Linked DNA regions of Danio rerio: region 1 is linked to region 2. A link is a contact called in public HiChIP or PLAC-seq data. All regions are on one chromosome and are shown on one strand. The core of a region is the stretch at or near the end of the contact, and the rest is flanking DNA. Distances in the headings are between cores, read along the strand shown.

The links. HiChIP or PLAC-seq counts read pairs in DNA pulled down with a chosen protein or histone mark.
Region 1: a contact with region 2 is called in an H3K4me3 HiChIP or PLAC-seq map of embryo, with 11 times the contacts expected there. The contact joins two enhancer-like sites. A contact is called at or near these places in 10 of 18 Hi-C or Micro-C datasets (caudal fin, embryo, fibroblasts and 3 more) and 4 of 4 datasets of contacts at active chromatin or transcription factors (caudal fin, embryo, gastrula embryo and 1 more).

What each region holds. Positions count from the first base shown.
Region 1 is chr20:29,900,396-29,907,891 of GRCz12tu, forward strand. It overlaps a transcript of btbd7 not described here. Among named protein-coding and RNA genes, the nearest start is that of si:dkey-85n7.8, 11 kb to the right of the region's middle. Within about 2 kb of position 5,011, at least 11 of the 62 cell types and tissues checked have an H3K27ac peak or open chromatin away from gene starts, as enhancers often do.
Region 2 is chr20:29,835,315-29,842,944 of GRCz12tu, forward strand. It overlaps btbd7 (BTB (POZ) domain containing 7), which reads right to left. Exons shown (of 10, transcript NM_001025551.1): 6 at 6,965-7,108; 7 at 4,839-5,028; 8 at 4,104-4,282; 9 at 1,521-1,928; 10 at 1-282. Among named protein-coding and RNA genes, the nearest start is that of ubr7, 26 kb to the left of the region's middle. Within about 2 kb of position 1,772, at least 21 of the 62 cell types and tissues checked have an H3K27ac peak or open chromatin away from gene starts, as enhancers often do.

The sequences.
Region 1 (7,496 bases), core at 3,761-6,260, 68 kb after region 2:
TCCGTAACGTCCTCGCCTGTGTGAACAGCGCTTTTTTCAATATACCGGTAAAGTCGTTCCGGAAATTTTCCGGATATTTACCGGTATCACTGTGTGAAAGGGACTAATGTGTCCACTTGTACAATGAACAAATAAAAAAATAAGAAATGTGTCAAAGTCCAAATAAACATGGTGCAAATCCTCAGTAAAAAAATAGATATAAATATTTACTATACAAATAGTTACATAACGAAACTAGATTCAATATGGAACATCCTTAGGTTTTATGTGCCAGCGTGGATATGGTTGTCTGTGGATATGGATTTGGATATGGTTGTATGCAATGCAGACAAACAGCTGCACCTTCATTTGTGTCTTTTGAAAACAGCAAGAGCAGCAGTTCGTCTTTGCTGTGTCACTGTTTTGTCATGTTTCTGTGCTGCTGTGCATGCAAAAGTACTTAGTATGAGAATTATTTCATGCAAAACTTATTTTTTTTTTTTGCGTTTTATTTAGCCGCGCAGAAATGTATGCCTATCTCTCATTCCGTGTTGTTCAAAAAGCTCAGTGTTGGTCCACAAACAAAAGTGAAACCTATGCTTATTGGTTGTGATATAGCGAGTTTGAACCAATCTGGGCATGGAGGAGGGACAATGCATCAATGTATCATGTCTGGTTTGTCCGGAGACACAGTGACGAGCGTTTCTTTGTCAAATCAGCGTTGTCAAATTTTGATGACGTAACCGCACTGATTCCGGAGCCTCTGAAAGTCCGCGAATGTTATGTGATACAGCTGAGATTCTCTTCTTTATGCCAATCTTTGAATTGGATGAATCGGATCAGCGGATCAAAAGTTATTAAACATTTAAGAGCAATACTTAATTTTAGCCGCGGGCGGCTGTCTCGGTCTTTAAGGGTTAAAACCGTTGATATGCAATTGTTCATGGTATGATAATCGTGCACGTTCAAATCGTGGTAAACCGTCATACCGGTATATTGTTACAACCCTAGTTGCAATAAAATGTGGCTGCTGAGTGCGCGCCTTGAAAGCATTGACAATAAGCTTAGGGTGTAAGTTTGTCATTTCCAATGGAGGCGCACAAATTGCACGTCACACATGTATGGGAGCGATGCACACATGTTGTGCAAGCAGCATGCATGTGAACTGTGCACGTTTTCCAGCACCACCTAGTAAAAACATCTGAACTTTTCATAATGCTGCAAGCGCACCGCTATTCATAGAAGTAGAATGAACCAATCTGCTTCACACTTTGTATGGAATGTACATATAATAATTTTCAGAAATAACGGCAATCTAACTACCTCACAGCACACCCAACTATTGCATCGCTTTTTACTTTTCCCCATAAACTTGCATCAGAGCTGCAGCAATGGTTTGTCCATTTGTCATCCTCTGAGAAAACACTTAATGGTCGCCTAGTTATGAGAGACGCTGGATAGCGCGAGCGCAAAGGCTATTATAAATGTTGAAGGAAACCACAAGCTCGCACTTGTCACTTGAGTTCAGAATAACTACACATGCAAAAATGAGTATGGTGGCTAGAAGCAGTGAGGAGAGTGTAAACAAAACAAAAAAAGTTGCCAGTGTGGCTTTTTGGTTTCTTTTCTTGTGCATTCCAGCCACTAGCTCCCTATTTGAAAGATTTAAGCAAGGGGGTAATATAGCTATTCAACTTAACAATTTTTAATGTTGCAATATGTATTTGAATAATGATGGTTCTTTTTTGATGATATTCCTTTACTTGAAAGCTCAGATTTAATTATCATAAATTTTGTTTACAGAGTTTGAGGTTTACTGTATCATTATCGTTGACAACTTACAGATGTTGATCTACCTTTACCACTGCACACACTTTGTAACATTTTATCAAATGTAACATTTTATTTATCGTTTTAACAGTTATGTTTATTTCATTACAAAGAGAATAAAATTAATCAGATATTTAATCAGATATATTGTGAAATATTTTTTGTTTTCGACTCTAGAAACCATTTGCCTTAGCAATGTTGGTACATTAAAATAAAGTGGTTAAAAAAATGCTAATATTCTTAAATGTATTGTTAAAAAAATTCAATAACAATCTACATTGAATGATATGAAACATGATAGTGATCATTTTTTGCACCCAGCCCTAGTAATATAATTAATGAACCATGCTCAAATAAAGCTGTCCCTCTTCTAGTAATAACAACCACATGTCAATAACAGAACCTGCTGCATGTCCTCCATTGTTGTTTACTAGGCCACTCACATGTTGCGTTGTGTTGTATTCCTCTCTCTATTTGTGCACACTTGTAGAGCATCTACATTTGAACTAATCAACTTGAGTTTGCAAAAGGCCTAATGTGTGAATGGCCCATACGGCATCCTTCTTCAAGTGAGAATGCCATCTGACACCACGCCAACCAAGTTTGGCAGTGGAAACACAATCCGTATTAGCCTGACACATGCTAAAGCATACTGTACTGCACTCTCATTGGAAATAATGCATTAGTCTTGGGTCTCCCCATAATGTGCCTGTGATATTCAATTAGCACAAAAAATATACATTACACTATTTAGTAAATGTCTATTGTTACATACCCTTACGGTGTGTCTTGGATCCTATGTAAACAAGATCAAGTGCAGTTCTTAATTATGATAAAGAAATTGCAAAATGCAAACTAAATATAAAAGAAAAACAAAAATTATGAATAAATACAGCATCTTCATTGTACAATACAGCATCATTAAGTGTTCTTTAAGCTTGGGGAATCTGTCTGAGCCAAAAGAATAGGGGAGAAAAAAAAAACTAAATACCCTGACCGCAAGTCTCCAAGCAGGGCATTCCAGCAATGAGTTGTGGTTTTTGAACACACACTCCAACAAACCACTTTTGCCTATTTCATGCCTTTAAAATGAATGAATAAAAGCCTGCAAGACCCGAGGTCTCATTCAAGAGTGATGTCAAGCCACAGAGGTAATGCTGAACTAGTTAAACTTCAAGAGACTATAGATTGCAAAGCAATATACCTGAATGATTGATACAACCCTCATGCTTGCGATGATGGTCAAAATAGTCAAACAAAAAAAGATTTAGGAGAGGGAAAAAATAAAGCATAGAATGTCCAGCAATGTTCTGTGTTTGATTCAAAGTAGAGCACAGAAGTTAAACTTTGAGTGGAACTGTCAGAAATATATGAATAATACTTAGATGTGATCTCAACCTGCAAATTAACAGGCGCAGGAAGCGACTCGTATAGTAAAGCCCCTCTGCACTGCAATTTAGCATCACATTTTATGATGCAACATTACTTTTATATGATATGACTTTTGTATTATACGATATGGCAGATTCAAAGAATGGCATTTTGATGAGAATGAGGGAAAAAATGGTGTTAAAGCTCAATTTTAGCAAGGGATGCAATGATTAACTGATCTCACTATTAACCGCGCTTTAATTCATCACGGTTAATTAATCGCAAAGGCTTCTCAACACAGTGTTTCTGCAGGGAACAAAACTGCTTCAACTAAAAGTTATACCAACTGTGCGCTAGTTTAAAGTTCCAAGCTACACCAAGGCTAATATGCACACACACTGGATTAAAGGCAGGTTTTAACTATGACTAAGGCTATTATATAAGGGCCATTCACATATCTTTTGTGCGAGCAAGTTCCCTTTTTCCAATAGGGGTATAATGGACAACGGTTGATCCGTGATCCATACGGATCACAACTCACAGTTCGGAATGCACATGACACACGGATTAACAACTTTTTATGAACTTGTAAGTTAATCCAACATTCATAACAATTGCAGAGAGATTGCCACCTGTGTCATTCCAATCACATGTATAAAAGCATTTTGGCTTCCCTTTAAAATATAATGATGATGGAAAAAGTTGTGGTGGAACCTACCTAAGGTTATTAATTACAGGTGTTTTCTGGTACCGTTTGTTTAGCCTGCATTAATAAATTCTGTGTAAAGCTGCACAATTAAACACTAAAAGATCTCAATTCAAACCCACGCAACATGAATGATAAATGATAATGATTTGCATATGTTTATTGGTCTTTCGAACAATTAAATAACACAGAAGTGCTGGGAAAACAGTTGATAGTTTAGATATAAAACACTGAAATTTATGGTAAAGATTAAAATCACCTTTTAATGGAACTTGACGCTAGTAAATATTGTAGCAATTACATTGTGTAACCAATGGGTGGCGACAAACAACCATCAAAATGATGTCACGGAATAGATTTTCAAAAACGAAACACCTGTAATGAAACATGAAGTGTTATGTGTGAATTGTTGAATCATTAATTGAAAATAAACATGATATGTTGTACAAGTCTTTATATAGCATTATCAGCAACAGTAGCAAAGATAATTTTTCGTATTAACTATTTTCTGTTTTTTCAGCTGGTTCTTTCTTGATTTTTTTTCCTTAAAAATTACAGTGTAAAAACATTACTATTGTTTAAATGACAAAAACTTTTTTTTTCCCTTTTTCAAAAGATGTCAAAAGAGGAAGGGACTATTGTTTGTTTTAATATTATTTTGTGCTGTATTATTTGGTTACAGAGCAGCAATAAATAACACTTTTAAATGCAAGGATTTTTCATGTGATTTTCTAAACTAGTAGTGTTTTGATATTAATAAGTGCATAATAATAGTGAGAATCGTGAAACCGTTATTTTTCCTCATACTATAATCATACAACCAAAATATATAATCGTTGCATTCCTAATTCAAGCATTTGAAATAAGCCCACACTGCAGTCTAGGTCTTGAACAGCACTGGGTTTCATTAGTGCATGATGATGAGGGCTAGACAAAGGAAGTGAGCACTTAATTCCTGTGTGTGTGTGTGTGTGTGTGTGTGTGTGTGTGTGTGTGTGTGTGTGTGTGTGTGTGTGTGTGTGTGTGTGTGTGTGTGTGTGTGTGTGTGAGAGAAAAGGAGAGCTCAAACATCCCATTGGACAAGGTGAAAAATTAGGACCTGAGTCAGCCTGTCATTTTAAGAGAAGGGGAAAAAAAGTGGTTGCCAAGGACAACAAGGGGGAGTGGAAAATGAAAACATGTCCCACTTTCCTCTCCCCATCCAATTTCTCTCTCCAGTGACAGCAGCCAGAGGTCAAGCCAGTGTGCTTGTGGAACTAGAGGGACCTTCAAAGACTGCAGACTGAAAAAAACTAAATCATTTTATGCCTATTTCTACATTCATGTGCATCAGCCAACAACCGTTTTTTTTTGGCTTAACGCTGCAAAAAATGTGAAACCATTAAAGCAATTATGTCAGCAAAGTTCAAATGCATACGGATGAAATCCTTATAATCCAGCAAATTTCCTAGTTTGTCTGGAGCACATAAGCCAAATGAGCTGAAACATCATTGCGCTGAACATGAGGACTTGAGCAAGGCTTCATAACATCATCAGACTTTTGTTGCGATAAGATTACAAGCTCAGAGTCAACAAAAGCCAGATAAAACCCTATTTTTGAATTATTCCTGGGACGTTGTTAATCGATACAAACAGATACGCAGTTGTCTGATGCTTTTCAAGGTTATACAATTGGCAAGCTACTCATGTTACATTGTACACAAGCACCACACTGTCAGTCTGCAAAGCGCTGGCAAACCGGCACAGAGAGACAGTGAACTAATTCATAACAGCAAAAGATTTCATAACCATTCTTGACGGACTGACTAGATGTACTGTCAGCTGGAAAGCAGTTATCCCACAGGCAGGACTCAACAATGAGGATGGCCTGATGGTCCAGAGTGTGAGAGAGTTTCAGGACACTTGGCAGAACTGTCACTTGTACTGCTGGGTCAGTGCTGCGTTGTCACTACATCTTGCAGTGGCTGCTGCACATGTGTTTTCATGTCTTGCAAACTTAATAACATTTGTCATGAGTTAGTTAAGATTAAAAGTGACAGAAAAGTTTTTATATTGTAACAAAATGTTTCCATGCATGCTGTTCCTTTGAGCCCTCAACATAAATAATCCGGATAAATATTTTAATCATGATAAATATTTGATATCTGAAGGATCACCTGACACTGAAGTAATGTCTTGTGATCTAGAGTAATGGCTGCTGAAACCATATCATGGCCCATTTTCACTGAGTGGTACAGTACAGTCCGGGTCACCTTTTTCAGGGTTGTGTCTTCACTGCCAAAGGCTACCAATTATACCCTTTTGGTGGGCGTGGTGTTCGAAAAAGTTGCAGTCGATGTCATTCTCGCTTGAAGTTTACATATCGAATAAGAAGCACTTCTCAATAAACACATGATTTATATACGATAAAACTTACAAAATAAGTTAAACATATACTTATACATAAGTATATAAAACTTAAATGCTTATGTATAAATACATGTTTATTACAAACCTTTCTATGAACACGATTTGATTATATGATTGTAGCTGCAGATCAATAATAATGCAAAATAGCCGACGGTGAAGTTTGCTGAAATGTCAAAGCTGACATTATACAGTCAGTACAAACCTCTTATCTGTATTCTTCACCAGCACATGTAACATTAACACATGTAAAAGTAATTCTGTCCTTACGAGTTTATAGTAGTCAGGATCAGCTCAAGAAGTTCGTTATTTCAAATATAGACGTGCAGAAACAGATTGCGAGTTCTCTGAAGAAAGTGGAACCGCTCGTGCTAGATGGCCTCGTAAACAACAACAGGTTTATCTTCTTGGCTTTGTGGCTGTTCATCAAGAGAACAATAAGGTTTGTTAAAGCTCCGATAGACCATGGCTCGTTATTATATGTATATATTATTATGGTGTAATGTCTTGGCTGTGTATTAAAAATGGAGCTTCCCTTTTTTTCATCGTCCTGGCTTGTACACACGCTAGTGACGCTTCTCTGTAAACCAATAGCGTTCAGCTGCACATCTAGCTTCGCCTTTTGGTACCCTTTTATTGTTCTAAGTACCCTTTGGAAAGGGTACCCAAAAAGTGGTACAATGGTACTTTTTAAGTCAGTCCGTCAGCATTTCACCATTAAGGGTTAAACAAATAACGCACAGCACTGTTATTATTACAGAAAAGTTTGTGCTGTTATAGTTCACTTACCTTTTAATACGTTTTGATGCGATTATAACCCACTATTAAAAAAACAACGACCGAATGTTTAGAATGAGAAGCTGTAATGTAGCCATGGCAAAATGAATTTAGGTGTGGCGCCCCAACATGGAAGAATGAATTCAGCGGAAACCATGGTACTGTACTACTCAATGCATACAGGCCATTATATAGATTTTACCTTCAAATTCCATAATTAAAACAATTCGCAAAAAGGAACAATTGTTTCTTTTTTCTGTGATAAAGATTTTAATGTACTTATTTTTATTATTATTACTACTTCTGCTATCACTACTAACATATATACACTAATTCCTTACACTTGACATTGTTTTATTGCATTAAAATACAGAAAGCAGGATAGAAAAGCGAAATGATTAACCTTTCGAAGCCGGGTGTGGATAAA
Region 2 (7,630 bases), core at 522-3,021:
ACTGTATGGAGGCACATGGCGCCCTGGGAACTCGTAGAGATCTGGGAAGTCAGGCTGCGGACCCTCTGGCTTGGGTTCGGCTGCGTGCCGCTTGCGGGAAGAGTGTGGGTGACGGTTGGAGTAGCTGTGGGACATTGGAGGAGCTGTGGAAAGGTGAGGGTGAGAAGGTTCATGACTCTCCACCTCCATAGAGACCTCTGGAAGCCGCCGCTCCTTTAGGGTCATTGCTGAAACACCCATGGCGATGTCCGGCATGAACTCGTTGATAACAGGCTCCATATTCTGCGAGAATAAGTCAAACAAAACAACTGTTATCACTAAAGAAACATGTTATTGAGGTTCAATACTGATAGGGATATAAAATATCCATACAGTCATACAAATACATGCAAGTTTCTCAGTATATCCATACCAACATGCCCACACAATTTGTTATTTTTAATTTAATTGGTCTGCAGTGCCCAAAAAAAGTGTTTATTATCAATAGGCTTTGTCTATTATGGTTGTTTGTAAGTTTTTAGCTGAATCCAACACTGAACTGGGAGAGATTCTGGAAGTTCTCCTTTGTCAAATGATATATATATATATATATATATATATATATATATATATATATATATATATATATATATATATATATATATATACATATATATATATATATACATATATATATATATATATATATATATATATGTATATATATATATATATACATATATATATATATATATATATATATATATATATATATATATATATATATATATATATATATATATATATATATATTTTTTTTTATAAATCTCTGGAACATAATTAAAATTAAATTGTAAACACTTCAGTCTCTGTGTCGTGTCCTTTGGAAGCCCAAATACCGAAACAGAAGAAGCTTTATGGAAAAGCAGCGTTTGGACGACATTTTAGCTTTCTCTGCTACAACATTACAGCGTCTCTGGCCACACCCCTTTGCGGCGCAGGATGTGTGCGCGTGGTGAATGCGCGTAACCTTAAGCATTTGTGATCTCAATAGCCTTTATATATTTTTTGCAGTCCTCAAACATCGTTCACTGTAGGCTTTGCTAAGCTAACTCCGTAAAAGCCAATGTCTCACTCTGCATTGGACTTTGAGCATTTTACATTCAGAGATGTTGTTTATGTTCACAACTGATGTTTAAAATATATGATATCATAGTGGACCATCCCTTTAACAAAACATTGGGATATTTCAAAATAAGCCAAAATAATACTTCAAAAACTGTAAAAAGTCAAAAAGATGCATAAGCAAACGATTTAACATTTAACAATGTTGAATGTAATCCTAAGCAAAAATCTAATTTAAAAACAATTTTTATGTACTGTATTTATAAACTCATATTTTAAACCAAAATACTTTTTAAAATTACACAATACAGAGTAGCCAAACATATATATTTAATATATATTTTAAGAAAAAAATACAGATTAGCCTGTCAGTGCAGTTTATATAACATCAACTACAGAATATTGGTATTAATCACCATTTGCTTGTCAGGATGAAGATTCCTCCCTCCCTGTGCATTTGTGCAGTCTGGGGGCAGAGGCTTGGCTCCAGGAGGATAGACTGGGCTGCCCATTTTGGAAGAGGCCTGCCTGTGAAGGAGTGCATGATTGCAGGGGTAGGAGAAAGATCTGGAAGGAGGCTGGCTGGGGACCCGAGGTCTCCAGCCTGCTTTAAATTGCTGCTGGCCATGGCCCGGGGTGGTGGGGGGATGGTAGGGGGGAGGAGGTGGGGGCAGAGGGGGGTGGAAGCCCACCAGAGCCTCCAGGTCTGTGAACATGCTCTCCACAGCTGGTGTACTATTGACCCGGCAGCGACCTGACTGGCGCAGGGCCAAAACGGGACTCTCGTCTCCAAAACGTTCCTCAGGAAAGAATTTGTGCGGATTCTGAAACACAGAATACGTAACCGTGAGGGCATGTTTGTGCTAGACGTGCTTTAAAAATGAGAATTAATAGGCTGTCTGGTATGCTGAAGAAGCTTCGACTCCTTCCAAGCTTTACAGCATAGGTTCTCTGATCATTTAATGGTGAGAATAACAACATCACAGCAATTTAAGAACTCAGGGCACTTCTAAAGCAAGACAACAGTACCTGGAGAAAACATTCTGATTGAAGCAAGATTAAGTGATGCAAAACACAATAAGCTGCCTTTTTGCTACACAAAATGTTCACAAATGACTGTTGGAATTCTCCCCTAGTGGCAGCTGGATTGAACTTTCATTATAATTGTGTGCGTAAGAGATAAATAAGATAGATAAAGATAACAAACAAACAAACAAAAAGTTGTCAGGTTATTTAGAAATAATAATATTTCTTTACTTTTAAATAAGTATGGTTCATAGGGCAAAATCTCAATTAATTGAACAGTTTAACTCAATTACGATTAATGAACAATTATTTGATTTATTTAAGTTTTGTACAGTAAATATGCTATTTTCAAATATTATTTGAAAATAATTGAAAGAAACATGCACTGCTATCTATGATTATCAATTGAACGTCAACGTTGTACAACTGAAATTAAAACACACGTTGCCTAAAACCAATTTCTAGTCATTAGTCATTTCTTAAATAGCCTGCACATTTAGAACCAAAATTAAGTATTTTCAACGATAAATTGTTCATATTAAAAGTAGAAAAGAAGCAGTATCTCTCCTAAATAAAATAACTCTTGTATATCCTGTAAATAATATTTTAATAATATTATAATAACATTATAAATAATAATAACAGTGCATTTACAAATATTTTAATGAAAATAATAATTTTTTTGTAATGGAAAATATGTTGCTACCAATCATTGTCAATGTAGTGCAAGCTTGCGACGTGTAGTTACATTTTTTGAGCAGCGCACAGGTATGTGACCGCATGAAGGCTGCACCAGACCATACCCTTGCTTTCAATGCAGAAGTATAAATCAGCCTTAACAGAGCGAGGTCACGAGACTTCACACGTCGTAAGCAAAAGAATTGAAAAAAATTGAACTAGAAAAATTAGATTGATTATAGGTTCTGAATGTCGATTTTAATTACTTTGTGATGAATTACCCAGCCCTAATGGTTCATGTGACACCAAAGACTGAAGTATTAAAAGGACATATGCAGGAATCCTAAAGGCAATTTCAACACCTTTTAAAGACTTTTTAAAAAACCTTCTCAGAATATTTTAAAGCCTCATCGCCACTTTAAGTTCTAATCAGTATCAAACCTTTAATGTAATAAACAGTTATTAATAAACAGTTGTAGTAAAATAAATAAATGGAGCACAACCATGCAACAGAACTCAAAGCGTGAAAGAATAAATTATGTGGTTGTTTGCAGCGACAGGCTTCAGCCACTGTTTAACTCGTCATCTCCAACCAGCAGTACGCAAACTTACAATTTCTGATTTTGCCATTTGATTCACTTTGGTTTCACTAAATGTGAAGAGCGACACATCACCTTGACCATCACCACGCATGTCACAAATTACCTGACACCACCTAGACAGAGGAGCTTTGCCAGATGCACCCCGGCCCGAACCAATCAAGTGAAGCAAGCACACTGTTGTTAATATTAGGAGAAAAATAAATATATTCATGCTTTTTTTTTAAATACTTTAGACAACGCTTGAAAAAAATTTAAGAGCTCGTAAATATGTGATTAAGATTTTTTAATAACTTTTAAGGGCCTTCTTCTCATTATTGATTTATCAACTTTTAATACCCCGTGGACACCCTGATTAAATATATGGTACATTAAAATAGCAAACAGTTTGTTAGCTTGTATTATTTTATAGCATTACTGTTTTTAACATGATATTTCATTAAATAAATGCAGCCTTAATGAGCATAGGACACCATTTTTAGAAAAAGTCACATTTTTGTAGTGCATTGAAGATACAATCCTATCTGAACGACACATTTTTCTCTTATTTTCACATTTTTGGGAAAAATTTTAGACTGGAAAATAAACCGTATCCATCAAAGGCCGGCATAAAACTAACATGAAAGTCAGAGTGAGAGTCACGGTAGCCATAGCAACACTTGTCAGTCTCCACGCAAACAGGATGTGCTGGTTTACCTGTAGGAGTTCAGCAGCCCCGTCTGGCAGGCCAAACTCTCTGAGCACACGGATCTGCAGCTCATAGCTCACTGTAGCGCCTTCACCACAGTTCAGAGCAAATGCTCGCTGCACCTGATCTGTGTGACGCAGCTCCTGCAGCCTACGGATCATTTCCTTCACTACTGCCAACCTGGGCACTGAAGGACAGATGGGGGAGAAGAGCAGAACAGATGACTCGAGTTACAATTAATACCCATGAATAACTGCATCAATTAATAACAGTACATATTTGTTAACAAACAATATTAATACGTGATGGGCATATATATCAGTCTTAAACAAACCTATGTCTATTATTAAATCGGATTAGATTTGTGTTTTACATAACACACACTGAATCACAAAGCTTGCCAAATACAAGGCCAATGTTCCCACTCACATTAAATACACCTAAAAAAATAATAAAAACACACACTGAACTGGTTTGTGCAAAAGAATAACAAAATTACCTTGAGGAAATAACGTTCCATGGTTTGATTTATCAGATTTACAACTACATCTAGATTAGGACATAATCTATTTGGCCTCCACAAAGCATCTCTCTAAAATCACTTGATTGTGAGTGTGACTCATTTCATCAAGCATAGCTGAGTTCTGTCCACAGATATACAGAGCCCAGCATGATTAGCTTTGGACTTGAAGATTGGCTGAAATAACACATCGTTACGAGCCATGAATGAGTGCTTAACCCACCTGGTATCTCATTAGCAACCACAGACGGCGGAGCTGATTGGCTGCCAGCCATTTGCTGGTGGTTGATCATGTGACAGCACTGGGGGACGGCATTGTTCACCATGTACAGTGTGTCAGGCACGTTGGACATACGAACCATGCGCAACCGAACCAGATCGGTCTGCTCAACCATCATCTCCTCCAGAACCGCCTGGAGAAACACATGTATGCAAGGCTTGATGCAAGTGATAACAGTAATTAAAAATTATCCAAGTATTCCATCAAGATTATTCCATACACAAAGTCAAAATCTATCAGAATTTACTGAATTTGCATATTGAATTATTTCTATTGTATAGTATCTCAAACTAAATAGATAGTTCACCCAAAACTGAAAATTCTGTCATAATCTACTTATTATTCACTTGTCTTAAACCTGTTTAAGTTAATTTTTTTCTGTTGAACACAAAATAAGACATTTTTTAAGTCCCCGGTAAATCAAAACTACATATGATCTTGTTAGCTTACATTGCCAGTTTTGTGGTGAACAATTTATCTGTGCATGTCATTAAGAAAAAAATAGTTTACCCTTCTAATCTTGAATTGAAATTTGAAAGTGCACTTTCTGTTTGGTTTCAGTTAAAATGTTGAATTACGTGATTTTTTTTTACGTGATCGAATATTACGAATGTTCGATTGGGCGGGCTAACATACTTGACCACGCTGGTTCAACTTTCAGTTTTGAAAACAAACAGAAATGGTGAGCAGGAGGTAGGGGTGTCAAAATTAATTGTTTCTTTGGTGCATCGTGATGCAGACACAGACCATTCGGTATCAGTTCAGTAATAGATCATAACCGGTTATTACATACTGATGTTATTTATCTCATATGCGCTATGTCGCGGTAGCTTACTATGGCGAGGGAGGAGACCGCAAGTAATTAACACAGTCTAATTACTTAAAAATGCAGAAACTCTGTACAACTCACTGGGTTTAAGTTTGCTGGACAGTCATTTACTGACACTGAAGTACAGCAGAAGTATTTTACTGCAACTGAGAAATTGAAAGTAAACTCCATTTCTCTCCCTTTCTTACTGTGGACATTTGACCTGCTGGTGTGACGCAATGTTTCTTGTCCTTGGCTGTTACAGTGATACTTCTGGAGACAGACATGAGAGCGTGTCTGCAAAGCAAGTTTTCTATCATGGATCAGCCGTTTGTTAATGAACGTTTAACGATGAACAGTGCAAAAGCATTAGAGCCAATTGCAGCCCTTTCTGTTGAGCAAGTGACTGTTGAGCATAGGTGTAAGAACTTTGTCGACAGGGCCCATAAAGCTAGAGGGATATTTACATTTGTTTATTTGCTGCAAATTCTCATGTTGTTCTGTGCATGTACTTGAGTTTTTAAAGGTACAGTTCTGACTGTTTGCATTAAAGGACAAAATTGTATTACAAATAACATAAATATATTTTTACATTTTAATATAAGAATTCATGTGCTGTGAAGTAAAATCTAAAATTGTTTATGGAAAGCGTCAATGATGCACTAAGATATCGAATTGAACTGAATTGATAACATGATAATCATACTGAACCGTGAGACCAGTGTAGGCTCACACCTCTAGCAGGAGGTATCTGTTTTTAAACCCCTTTTCTCAATCTTTCTGAATGAAATCCCCACTTTTTTACAGCCCGCTGTAAAAAACAAACAAGCCCACTGTTTGCTCATTTTAAATTCTGTCTCTCTAGAAACTAAGTAACAATCCGAAAAAAGAAAACAATCACAGCTTCCGATTCATTGAGACTTAAAAATGTTGGAAACCACTGATGTCTGTAGTATTTGTTATTCCTGCTATGGATGTAAATGACTACAACTTTCTAATATTATTCAAAATATTGCCTTTTATGTTCATCAGAAAAATTACTCCTAAAATTTCCTAAAATTCAAAACCACTTGAGGGTGAGTAAATAGTGAGTCAATTTTCATTTTTTGGGTGAAATGTCTCTAAGTCATTAAAAATGTGCTTGGCTGATTAGCCTAAGTATTTGGCTTATTGACTTATAACCCAGTGATCTCTGGGGTCACTTTTCCAACCTGCAGTAATTCATGTTAATGTTCTGATGAGGTGAGAAAGAGTATCTTACCTTGGCCTCCTCCACATAAGGAGAGAAGAGGCGTGGGCGCACATAAATGCCAGCACTCTTCTGCCGGAGCCAGGCGTTGGCTTTGCCTCCCTCTGCTGTGGGCAGCATGTCAGATGGAGGGGTGCTGATCAGACCCCTCTTCATCTGTTAAAGGCAGAGCAAATGTCTTCACCAATACTTCATGAGAGTGGTCAGAAAGAATGATGAAAAGATGAAGTCATCTGCTGCTTAAGTATTGGCACTCTGAATCTTTTTTCTGGATATCAGGCATATTGCATAACACTATACTCCAATACCCTCCAATATCAACATTTTTATAATTAATGTATGCTTTGCAGAAAAAAGTTACATATATAACTTGTATGCAGCATCAGAAATGTCTTTGTATTTTAAGGCCCCGATAAACCTCAAACGAAATCAAAGAATGAACAGAAATGATCATTTAGAAATAAATCTGTCCAAAACCATTTAGAGTTTGTTTCAGCAGTTTGAAACTGCTTACCAAGGTAACATTTTGGAAAGTCCATTATTATGCCTAAACACTCCTGAGCTACCATTAGTCAGTGACGATTATGGTATCAATGAGCTGCACCTGTGTGATGACTTGCAGAGAGATTTAAAAACTTGGAAGGCATCACACATAGGAAGAGAAACACCACCCAGTTG